2 separate regions of the Ovis aries genome follow, and region 2 is linked to region 1. A link is a contact called in public Hi-C data. All regions are on one chromosome and are shown on one strand. The core of a region is the stretch at or near the end of the contact, and the rest is flanking DNA. Distances in the headings are between cores, read along the strand shown.

The links. Hi-C and Micro-C count contacts between places; a contact is called where the count stands out from the background.
Region 2: a Hi-C map of tail adipose tissue shows a contact between it and region 1, with 2.3 times the contacts expected there. The contact joins the promoter of CCDC85A here to the enhancer-like site in region 1. A contact is called at or near these places in 2 of 16 Hi-C or Micro-C datasets (muscle and tail adipose tissue).

The regions. Positions count from the first base shown.
Region 1 is chr3:67,777,031-67,783,533 of ARS-UI_Ramb_v3.0, forward strand. The region is part of intron 2 of CCDC85A (coiled-coil domain containing 85A); the gene reads right to left. Among named protein-coding and RNA genes, the nearest start is that of CCDC85A, 150 kb to the right of the region's middle. Within about 2 kb of position 4,246, at least 3 of the 54 cell types and tissues checked have an H3K27ac peak or open chromatin away from gene starts, as enhancers often do. A contact at or near this core is called in tail adipose tissue, where this site is marked.
Region 2 is chr3:67,931,029-67,937,517 of ARS-UI_Ramb_v3.0, forward strand. CCDC85A (coiled-coil domain containing 85A) reads right to left here and starts at 1,288. Exons shown (of 3, transcript XM_060412168.1): 1 at 418-1,288. The coding sequence starts at 675.

The DNA.
Region 1 (6,503 bases), core at 2,996-5,495:
GTGAGTTATTAAACTCAGTTTCCTCATTTGCAGATGGATCAGTAACAATCATCCACTCATGAGGTAGGTACTGAGTGAGTTGCCAGGTAGAAGCACCTAGGACAGTGCCTGGCATCTAGGGTAAGCCCCAGCTATTCTTAATTCTTGCCTCCCTTCTAGTGCTCAGTGTGGTTCTGAGGCCACCACCAGCACCACCGGCCCTCTGCCATGGAGCAGGCTGCTTGCTTGGCCCTCCTCCTTCCAGATACTCGATGGCAGACAGGACTGTGCTCCACACGTGTGCGGTCTCCTATGCACATGCATTTCACAGGCTCTTCAGCCTTGCTCTCTGGCTACTTTGTCTCAGCCATACATGTGAACCCTGGGAAGTCACACCTTTCACTGAGCACAGCCTGACCACTGCATCAAACACTGAACATCAGCAAAGAGAATCTGTGAGATGGGAGTGAAAACCAGCTGAATACAAATGGGTAAGAAGATTCAAAGGAAAGGGAATGCCTATGTTTGGGAGCAGCACTAACTAAATGTGCACACATCTCATTTCATTAGTCTTTATAAAGTGACTAGTGACCCTCTGGCTGTTAATGAACACTGAATTTAGGCCAAAAAAGCATAAATTTTCATACAGCAAATAGTTGAATGTTTCGAACATGGAGCTATAATGGAGAACAAACAACAGATAAGCATGAAAATAAAATAATTTCAAATGTGCTAAGGGTGATGAAGGAGTGGCTGGAGAGTTAGAGAAGGACCCTCTAAAGAATGGGCATTTAAGTGAAGAAATAATGACTGAGAGCCATGGTTCAGAAGATGAGCAATCTAGACAAAAGGGGCAGTGCATGCAGAGGCCCTGTGGTAGAGATGAGCAAAGTATTTATTTTTTTTTAATTAGAAAATATAGGGACTTCCCTGATTAAATGGTTAAGAATCTGCCTTGTGATGCAGGAGACATGGGTTCGATTCCTGGTCAGGGAACTAAGATCCCACATGCTGTGCAGCAACTAAGGCCACAACTACTGAATCCTGGGTGCAGAACGAGAGTTTGTTCACCACAACGAAAGATCCCACATGATGCAACAAGGACCCCATGTGCTGCAACCAAAACCTGATACTACCAAATAAAATAAATAAATATTAAACAAATAAATAGTTGAGTACAATTAAAAGGAAGAGTATTATGATGACCCTGTATGCAAGACAGCAAAAAAGACACAGATGTGTATAGCGGACTTTTGGACTCAGAGGGAGAGGGAGAGGGTGGGATGATTTGGGAGAGTGGCATTGAAACATGTATACTATCATGTAAGAATCAAATCACCAGTCTATGTCCGATGCAGGATACAGCATGCTTGGGGCTGGTGCACGGGGATGACCCAGAGGGATGCTGTGGGGAGGGAGGTGGGAGGGGGGTTCACATTTGGAATCGCATGTGCACCCGTGGTGGGTTCGTTGTCAATGTATGGCAAAACCAATACAGTATTGTAAAATAAAGTAAAAATAAAAATTGTTTAAAAAAAAAAAAGAAGAGTATTAGGCACCAGGTCTATATCTGGTGGTTAGGTTCATGTGATCCCTTCAGGTCTAAAACTCCATACATCTCTCTAGACGGTGATGTATTGGTAGGCACAGATAAGGCAGATTAAACTGGCTCTCATACTCTGGACTGACTATACAAAAACGCCAGAGGAAAGCATTTCAGTAGATGACGTGCATAAGCAGTCATCACAAGAATACAGAAGATGGATTGGATTTTATAAGTTTTGTTATTATCTGGTTGGTCAAAGAAAAAGTAAAGTGGTCAAAGACAATTCCCCATCTTCACAATTTAAAGACCATGGGACTTGAGGATGAAGGAGATGCGGAGAGAGAAGGTGGGACTTGGAGATGAGACAACAGCCAAGCAGATACATGAACGACCTGGAGTTTAAAAAATCATTAAAAAAAATTTAAATTTCAAAGGCTGTTCATGAACATCAGTCACACTGCTCTGCAGGACCTCTGAAACAAACACCCTCTTCAAGCCCCTTCTGAAAAATTCTTTTCCAATTATGAAGACAACTCCAATATTTTAGGTAAAATTTCCTCTTAATAAGGGAAGAGAGAGTCTGAGGATGGATAAACCGAGTTGCCTGGCTAAGTATTTAATTTCTCACTCAGTCTGGCAAGTCAAGACAGAAAGCTTTAGTTCATACATTAATATCAATGAAAAATGGCATAATGTTCCTTTTGGAAAAAAGATTTGGGGGAAATGCTACATCCAGCAAAGCCAGCTCAGACTCTCTGGACTACAACCTGCTGGTGCAGGTATGCCCCTTATTAGGGAAGGTAAACTTCCAATTTGGAGAAGGCAATGGCACCCCACTCCAGGACTCTCGCCTGGAAAATCCCATGGACAGAGGAGCCTGGGAGGCTGCAGTCCATGGGGTCGCTAAGAGTCAGACATGACTGAGCAACTTCACTTTCACTTTTCACTTTCATGCATTGGAGAAGGAAATGGTAACCCACTCCAGTGTTCTTGCTTGGAGAATCCCAGGGATGGGGGAGCCTGGTGGGCTGCCATCTATGGGGTTGCACAGAGTCGGACACGACAGAAGCGACTTAGCAGCAGCAGCAAATTTCCAATTAATGCAGAATTTCTGTTGTAAAAATATCTTCACAGATAAATAGATCAAAGAGAGGCGTCGGAAACCAAGAAACTATATATTTTAATTAAAGTTTGCGGCTCAAAAGGAAAATCTTAAATAACTGGTGCCTCCAAGTCTTTGCTGAATTAGCTTAGCTATGGGAAATACAGGCTTTTAGAAGCAAAAGAAAAATCTTCAACTTTACCATCTTCCATTTACTACACGCATCTCTTAGAATGTGAGATAGCCTGAGTTAATTCTCCAATATGTGAAGTCAAAATTTACCCTCTGAATAGAAAGTCCACTTGAACACAAAATAGAGGAAAAATTATAACTCTGGCTTAGGAATGTTTTTCCAGCCACAGGTAAGATGAATACAAAAGATATTTTAAAAACCTTTTGACAACTACCATTAGTACTTTCAATTTATTGAATGTCAATGATGCCTGTTTATCATAGAAAAGTGACATTTTGCTACTTTGTGAATAATTGCCTGAAACAGAAGTGGAAATCCTTAACCACATACTTATTCAACAAACATTTTATGGGCAGTCAACCATTTGTCTGTATGGAAAACAAATATCCTAATAGAATACATTTAACAGAACATTCCCATACTATGCACATTCTGGACACTAAGCTTTATTTTCACAATAATATCATAATTATTTGACAGGCAGGGTGACAGTGATCTAGTGAAGATTAGTGACTTTTTCTAAGTACTAAGACTGTGTCTATAACTGCAAGCCAGTCAAAGCTTCAACAGAACTAGTCAGTTAATTTCATCAACAGCCTGTCAATTTCTGTCAATAATACCAAAAATAAAACTCAGGCAAATCACTGGAGTGATATATCTATGCCCAGGAAAAAATCCAAATGGGATCAGACTGCTTTTGTCCCTAATAACAAAGAACATGTTTTAGGAGAACCATATAAGTGTCTGAATGATCATATAAGCATCCTGGCAAAGATTAATAGTTAAATGCCATCCAAACCAAATATGGCACTGGGGCAGTTCTTGGAATGATTCCAGAAGGAAACAGGCAACATTTTATTTGAAATTTATAATCTCCTTTGCTGTCAACTAATCCAAATATCTAATTTTTTCAACAAATATGTCTCAGGAATATTGTTACTATTTATTATTAACATTGTGCTCCCCTATCACCACTCTATCTGGTCCCAGGTCTGCCAACACCAAGTCCACCACTGAACCGACTCCTTCTATCATAAATGGGTGTTCTATGCATAGCCACCAAGCTGAGAAAGTTCCAACTTACAATTAAGCAGGGCAGCTGGGATGGGATTCTTCCTGTTTGAGGTGGACACATTCATTCTCTCAGGTCCTGCACATCCACGTGCCACCGCAAAGGGGAAGTTCCCAAGATCACCCGCTGATACAAAACATTGCCTTGCACACAACAGGGCTTAAGAAGCCCTTCCTTTGAGAAGGTGTGATTTACATATGCTTTTGCCCATCTAAGCATTGTCCCTTTTCTTTGTAAGATCTACAATTCCCACCTGTCTTTCTGTAGTTGGCCCTCGAGTCCCTCCATCTCAGCAGAGACTCCATGGACTAAGTCGGTCTGTCACAGTCACTCCCATCTCTGAATTCATACCACACTTTGCCTTAACTCAATGTAATGCTACACAGAATAACCCTGGACTCCATGCTCATGTATCCATGAGAACAGTGGTTCTACCTCGCCAGTTGTTTCAGTCCCTTGCAGGCAGAAGCTTGGTTGATATTCCATGGTGTCAGGGACAATGACAGACACACAGTATAAGCTGCATAAATACTTTCTATGTGGTAACTATTTTCATTCTCAAAGTCATTTCCATAGCTGGATTCAGTCACTTAAAAAATAGTCACTTTTACTTCCACCAAGTTTTTAATGAAATTTCCCCCATTCCCAAAAGACTTCTGGTAAAAAAAGTTATTTATGCAAAATGCAGCCTGATAAAACAATTAGTATTTTTCCCACTCTTGATTACAAAACGTTTAAACAGATTGCAGTTAAGAAGTTACCTCAGCCAATCCAATGGGAGGTAGGGTGGGTGGGCAGAATTCCAAGAGTTTATTTGTAAACCAGTTGTTGGGAAAAAGGAAAACACGTTCCAAAGTGACTGACATAATATCCCAGGTTTGGAGGGGTGGGGGCTGTGTTGTTCGTCTTCCAGCAGCCTGTAACTGATCAAGCCAAAGGGGCTGAGAGGAAGAGACACAGCATCAGGGAGGCCCACTTGACGCCCAACATCAAGGCTCTGGGAAAGGAAGGAGGAACAATAGCAGGCACCCTCCACACCCCTTCCTCTAAATCCTGATTGGGAGTCAGGGACCAGTGCTCCCATGCTGGGGGTCAGGAAATTCCAAAGAGCAGTGAGCCTCCACTATAACTTTCAGGAGGGAAGGAACACCAAGTTAAAGTAGAAAGGAAAGGACCACTTGCGGCTCCTCAACTGGATGGGTCATTTGTATATCCATGGCCTCTTAAATGAATGATGGATGTACTTAGGGTACCCCCCACTAGCAGGCATCTGGGAGATCGCTGAGCACAGTCTTTCTCAAGCTTGAAACTCCCTCATCAAGTCAACAGCTTATTTGGGAGATGACATGCCATGGTCCATCAGTCTGGGAACCACCGGGCTAAATAAAAATCATTGCAGGTCACTACCGGCTACTGGAAGATAACAGAGAATATTGTAAATCTTGTCAATGTTGAGGGAAGACAAACCACGCAACATTTCCCAAACTATATGAACACAGGATGCTTTTCCAGAAGGCAGCACTGTGCAGGTCATAGGGTGGAAAACACATATGAACATCCTCTGTATTTTACGGATGAGACAACTAAGTAATTTCTGGAGACAGCAGGATTACTATATGGAAGAACAGGAATAAGACTCAGAACTGTCCTACTCTAGAGCTGTACTCTTTCTTCAGAGCACCTCCCAGTTTCTAACTGCAACTCTGACCACAGAATCCATTGCTAGGAAGCTGTGGCTCACCCAACCTTCTCTCCTCACTATCCTAAGGCTCTGCCTTTCCCCTCCCTTCCATAGCTAAGAGCCCAAGCTCATTCAAGACTACCCTTGCCTCCTGAACTACTCTACTCTACCTAATATCAGATCCAGTCTCAACTACCTGCTCACCTGGATCTCCGCAGATTATCAGAATCCTCTCCTCAAGGTGGCTGAGCCAAAATCTGTTGTCCTTTTCAATGCTGACTACTGCTTGCAGCAACCCCATCTTCTGACACCACACCCTGGCTCCCTCCACAGGCCCCGCCCTGACTATAAGGTCCCCCATAGCCTCAGGGGTCCAAGCAAAGTCCCTGCCCTCCCTGTGAATACCTGGTACTCACATCCCATCCCTGTTCCTTTGCCACCCAGCTAGCTGTTTGTTGCCACAGGCAACATCATGTACCAGGGCCAGGAGGACAACCTTCTGCCAGGGCAAGTATCCATGGTAACCAGATGGGGCCAGCAAATAGAATTAAACTCCATAGATAATTCCCCAAAGTTAGCTTAGCTGATAGATGATTTATCAGAGCAGTGAACATTTGGCAAAACCAAGTACATTGGGCTCCAAATCCTCTTTGTTGCATTGTGGTCTGCAGGGCAAAGACATGGCTTAAAGTGAGAATCTGAAAAAGACAGCAGTCCTAACCTTAACAGACCTAGAGAAAAAACACTGCCCAGGAGATGAAACAAATGCAGGCAGGATGCAAATCAAGATATTAGTTCTCCTTATCGCCACTTCAGATTCAACAATATTTATCAGGGGCCTGTGATGTATCAGGTAATATAAGGAATATAAAGAAATGTATAACACACGTGAGATTTGCACAAACTAGTTAGGAAAGTAAAACTGAAATG
Region 2 (6,489 bases), core at 38-2,537, 150 kb after region 1:
ATCATATCCCTGATCCCCAAGGGCGAAGACGCTCTGGACTCAACCTTTCGCTCGTTTTTGTTTTTTTCCTGCCTGGCTGTAACTTGGCTCCCCAAAGCACCGATTTTCCAGGTTTCCTGGGAAATTAAAGATTCCGCGCGCCCATCGCTGACCTCCCAGCCTTTCGACATCCTTGGAGCACGCTCCTGGGGCCACAAAGGACCACCGAGCTCGACGCTAGCGCGCCCCATATGGAGAAGAGGAGGGAACCGAATGTCTCCGAAGTTTGGAAAAGTTTCCAAAGGGCTGGGGAAGGGGAGCGGGGGGTGCAGACAAGGGAGAAAGGGGAGCACTACCTGTTGACGGAAGGAGGGAAAGTCGTCTGGCCCCACCTCCCCGGGGCGCCCAGCTCCCCGCCCTGCAGAGCTCAGCGCTCACCTTGAGCCCTCGTATCTCGCCGAGGTGCAGCTGCAGGCGGCGGTTGACCTCCCGGATGAGGTTGCTGTGGTCCAGCATCGCGCTCACCTTCTCGGCCTCCGCGCGCCGCAGGCAACGGATCAGCTCCTCCTTGCTCCACTGCAGCAGCTCCTCGTCCGACACTTTGGACAGGTCCTCCACGGCAGCGGCCGCAGACGGGCCGGCAGAGGTTGGAGGACAACTTTCCGCCGCCGATGCGCCTCCAGCCGCTTTCGACATGGTATCCGCGCGGCGGCAGGTGTGAGTGGGTGGAAAAGGCAAAGCGACTCCCGAAGACGCGGGCGCTGCGGGGCCGCCTCCGCCCACACCCCTGTGCGCTCCAGCGAGTCAGCTGCACCGCCCAGGGGCCGCTGGGTTGGGGCGGCAGGGGTCGCGCTGGACGGCCATCCTACCTCGCCATCTCCGCGCGCGCGCCCGCGCACCCCAAGGGCCGGGCAGCCACCCGCGCGCTGCGGCCAAGGCACATCCCGACTCCGCGCAGGTCCATGGTGAGGGGCGCCGGGAAGCGGGTGCCGCTCGAGGAGGCACTGGGGAGCCGCAGCCCGGTTCCCCTGCCCTCTCCACCGCCCTAATTCGAGCCTGTCGCCCCCTACACTCTCGCACGCACACAACGCACACGCGCTCACTTTCTTCCCCCTTGCCCAGCTGCAGCCCCGCCTCTATCCTAGCCTCGCAGGGGCGCGCTGGGCCCCGCGGCACCTCCGGGGCTAAGCTGGCGCCGCCGCCGCTGCTGCCCGGGTGATCCGTGCGGACGGACGGCGGCGCTTCTCCGACCGCCTTAGCTACTCCCGCCGCCGCTCCCAGGGAAGCCTAGGATTTGCAGCGCCGAGCCGAGGAGGGGTGGAGGCTGGGTGGGAAAAGGCTGGATCGGCAGGAGGAGGAGCTTGCAGCCAGGGCAGCCTGCAGCCGGCCGCACCTCCCGCGCGGGCCGGACGCAGCTGCAGCCGTTCCCTTGCCTGCTGGGATGCCGAGGCACGCTCTCCGCTGTCCCGCCGGGGAAGGCCGGGGGTGCGGTTCGTTCTGCGCCCCGGCGCGGGTGGGGCGGGAGAAGTATGAGAAGACGTGACGCTCAGGCTTTGGGAGGCTCGCGGGCGCCACCGTGTGACCGAAGTTACTGCTCCCTCCGCCCCTTGCCTGCCAGGCTAGTTACCTGGCAGGGGAAACAGCTGTGAGCAAAATGAGCTACTTGAAGAAATTGAGGTTCAGGAAAGATGGGTAGGACGACATGAGGGTAACCGTCTGAGTATACTTTGGAGGACAGAAGAAAAGGTCGGTGGCAAAGACATAAGCGGGCTGTGGGGAAGGAACGTGTAAGAAAACTCTCTAAGAAGGGGTAAAAGAGGCTTCTGGGCAATACTCTAAGGACCGCAAACCCTCACACTCACCAGAGCAGGCCTCTGTCTTGTCTAAAAACCCACTACTTAGTGAAGAAGCTTAAAGGAAAGTTCTGGATCTTTTATATTTTTGTTTGGAAAACATCAGAGCCTTAAGGGAAAAATAAAAACTCCTGCCCAGGGAGGGATTTGATTCAGCTCATATCTGAATGGTCTAGTGGTTATCCCTACTTTCTTCAATTTAAGTCTGAATTTGGCAATAAGGAGTTCATAATCTGAGCCACAGTCAGCTCCTGGTCTTGTTTTTGCTGACTGTATAGAGCTTTTCCATCTTTGACTGCAAAGAATGTAATCAATCTGATTTCTGTGTTGACCATCTGGTGATGTTCATGTGTAGAGTCTTCTTGTAATGAAATCCCTTACAATATACAGTGAAAGTGGAAAATAGATTTAAGGGACTAGATCTGATAGACAGAGTACCTGATGAACTATGGATGGAGGTTCATGACACTGTACAGGAGATAGGGATCAAGACCATCCCCAAGAAAAAGAAATGCAAAAAAGCAAAATGACTCTCTGAGGAGGACTTAAAAATAGCTGTGAAAAGACAGGAAATGAAAAGCAAAGGAGAAAAGGAAAGATATACCCATTTGAATGCTGAGTTCCAAAGACTAGCACAGAGAGATAAGAAAGCCTTCCTCAGCAATCAATGCAAAGAAATAGAGGAAAACAATAGAATGGAAATGACTAAAGATCTCTTCAAAAAAATTAAAGATACCAAGGGAATAGTTCATGCAAAGATGGGCTCAATAAAGGACAGAAATGATATGGACCTAACAGAGCAGAAGATATTAAGAAGAGGTGGAAACCATACACAGAAGAACTATACAAAAAGGATCTTCATGACCCAGATAATCACGATGGTGTGATCACTCACCTAGAGCCAGACATCCCAGAATGTGAAGTCAAGTGGGCCTTAGGAAGCATCACTACAAACAAAGCTAGTGTAAGTAATGGAATTCCAGTTGAGCTATTTCAAATCCTAAAAGATGAGGCTGTGAAAGTGCCGCACTCAATATGCCAGTAAATTTGGGAAATTCAGCAGTGGCCACAGGACTGGAAAAGGTCAGTTTTCATTCCAATCCCAAAGAAAGGCAATGCCAAAGAATGCTCAAATGAGCACAGTTGCACTCATCTCACACACTAGTGAAGTAATGCTCAAAATTCTCCAAGCCAGGCTTCAGCAATACGTGAACTGTGAATTTCCAGATGTTCAAACTGGTTTTAGAAAAGGCAAAGGAACCAGAGATCAAATTGCCAACCTGTGCTGGATCATCGAAAAAGCAAGAGAGTTCCAGAAAAACATCTGTTTCTGCTTTATCGATTATGCCAAAGTCGACTGTGTGGATCACAATAAACTGTGGAAAATTCTGAAAGAGATGGGCTGGATGAAGCATAAGCTGGAATCAAGATTGCCAGGAGAAATATCAGTATCCTCAGATATGCAGATGGCACCACCCTTACGGCAGAAAGTGAAGAACTAAAGAGCCTCTTGATGAAAGTGAAAGAGGAGAGTGAAAAAGTTGGCTTAAAACTCAACATTCAGAAAACGAAGATCATGGCATCTGGTTCCATCACTTTATGGCAAATAGATGGGGAAACAGTGGCAGACTTTATTTTGGGGGGCTCCAAAATCACTGCAGATGGTGATTGCAGACATGATTAAAAGATGCTTGCTCCTTGGAAGAAAAGCTATGACCAACCTATACAGCATATTAAAAAGCAGGGACATTGCCAACAAAGGTCCTTCTAGTCAAAGCTATGGTTTTTCTAGTAGTCATGTATGGATGTGAGAATTGGACCATAACAAAAGCTGAGTGCTGAAGAATTGATGCCTTTGAACTGTGGTGTTGGAGAAGACTCTTGAGAGTCCCTTGGATTGCAAGGAGATCTAACCAGTTCATCCTAAAGGAAATCAGTCTTGAGTGTTCATTGGAAGAACTGATGTTGAAGCTGAAACTCCAATACTTTGGCCACCTGATGCGAAGAGTTGACTCATTGGAAAAGACCCTGATGCTGGTAAAGATTGAAGGTGGGAGGAGAAGGGGATGACAGAAGATGAAATGGTTGGATAGCATCACCAACTTAATGGACATGAATTTGGGTAAACTCCAGGAGTTGGTGATAGACATGGAGACCTGGCGTGCTGCGGTCCACCGGGTCACAAAGGGTCGGACACGACTGAGCAACTGAACTGAATGAACTGCTCAGGGAAGCCTGGATTTTAAGGTCAGCAGTCACTTCCTCTCTGAGTACTGCCCTTTAGGCAAGCTGTAATGCCTGTCAAGGCTGCCCTGTATTGCTGCTCGGCCTTTTATCGTAGTAATTTCTGGAAGGGGTACCCTGTGTCTCTGTGTACTGTGTTTGGGCTACAAGAGTCTCTTCCCCTATCCTCAGTTCTGCTCTCACATATGATTCACATGGGATCATCTGAGAGGAAAACGCTTGTTTTTGCCTGAAGAAGTGGATGCATTTGGTCCTGGGCATGTCACTTCAGTGTATACTCACTGAAGTGATATGCGCAGGACCAAGGGTGGGGCATGTCATGGGGCATAGGATGGGACAGGGTCAGAAAACCACAGAGATTTGCCCCCAAGGGACTTCAGAAAACCAGGGTGCAGAGGCAATCTCTCTGTCCAGTAAGATGAGGATCTAAATCAGAGGACCACCCCCCACCAGCTGCTCAGTGTATGTCCCCTGATAAAGCTGCTACCTGTTAAGAGATGATCGCTCAGGGACTTCTGACACCTGACTTCCTGGAGAGCCTGAATGGTGGTTCTCCCTTTGACCTTGATGCCCTTAAAGTTCCCCTCCACTTAACTACACTTCAGACAGGTTTCTTCCTGCCCATCCTGAAGGTCCATGACTTCCCTTTCCATAGAACACTTACTTTAGAAGACTTTCCTTCGTAAATTCTCTCTCTGCTCTCTTGAACTGTAGATCACCTCCCAGCTTATCACCAGTATTACCACCCAGAAATTCTTTCTCAAGGACCTGAGAGCCATCCATTTGAAATGTGATCATCAGGGAAGATAGTGCCCTAGCTCTCTTGGAGGTAGAAGCCTAACTCCAATGAGTGCCAGTTAGCAAACACAGATGGCTCATCACATCAGCTAACATCCCCAACACCCAGACTCCTCTAGTGCTGTTGACCCTTGAACAACAAGAGTTTGAACTGTGGGGTTCTGTTTATACCTGGAGCTCTGGCCATCCATCTACATTTGAGGCAGGAAGGAGGTAGATGTAGATGCCAAAAGTTCTGTTGGTAACATGACCCAGTGAATCTCATTTATATCCTAATAGTCAGGGCTTACCATCTGACCACCTCCCAGCTTCATGGGAAGCTAGGTAGTTTTTTTAAGATACAGTAATGTCACAAGTCAAATCAAAGTTGTGTTAATAAATAAGGAAACTGATATTATAAAGCCAATTAACAGTTTCATATGCAGACCTTAGCAAGGGATTCTGTATACAGTAAATGGAGGTGTCTAAAACCAGCCACTATGTGACTCTACGTCATTAGGTCCTGATGGTTTTACCTCATCTGTCCTTTTGAATCAACTATTCCATAATAGCTCACTATTGCCTAACTCAGAGTCTCAGGTCTCACCTGAGTGTCCGCACTGGTTCTTCTGACTCCAGCATCACTTCTCTAGAGTTCACACAACTGCCCAAATAAACTATCTGAAACAGTCAAGTCAAGCTGTTTCACCCCCCTCAGGTAGGGTGAATCACTGCTCATCTCAACCTCCAGGTATAATTCATACCATCTCTGCCCCGCGACTTTGCAGTAACTCCCACCAAAGCAGCAGAGTTTATCCTCTCTCTTAATGATTTTGTGCTTGGCCACAGGACTTGCTTTGCTAATGGAAAGCAAAGCACCTGAGGGTGTATCGCTTCTCTGGTGAGAACTCACCTGCCTGTACTTTCACAGTTTATGTGGAAAGAGCTAACCTTGGGTGGCTGCTGTTGCTTCAGTCTGGGCCCCACACAGTCACCCAGAAGCCAGGCCACCCTCCCCTTGTAGACTCAGATCTGTGTGCAAGAATGTGTGATTGTTAGTAAGCCACCGAGTTTGGGGTATCTTTATTGTGCATCATGAATGCGATAGATAGGAGGTCCAACTCCCTTGCTGGAATCCCTTCAGTGGCATCTCAGTATCTCTCCATAGGGCAAAGCCACGTTCTTTAGCAGAGCACAGAGGGCTGGCACAGTCTGGCCTTTGCCTACCTTGCCTCGTATTTCATACTTATCCAGTGCCAAACTACCCATCGCTCCCTCTGGGCACTCTCCATACCTCTGTGCCCCACTGTTGCTCTTCTCTCCGTGCCTCTCCTGCCTTTTCCCTGAACAACTCACACTGATTTTTCCCATGGGCACCAGCTTCTCCAGGTCCCTGGCATCAGCCCACGTTCTTCAGTGGAAGTAGGAGTGAGTATCCCATCTCACCTCCAGTGCATACCATAGCTCAGCACTTGAAACATACTATCAACTACAGAATAGTATAGGTAGAAACTCAGACTAACCCAGCTCAATCCTAGTAGAAAGTTTAGCTCCAGCCAGAGTTTAATCATCTATCTTTTGTATTGTCTCCAAACCCTACAGACCCCCATCATCCCCTACAGAGCCCCTCAGGACC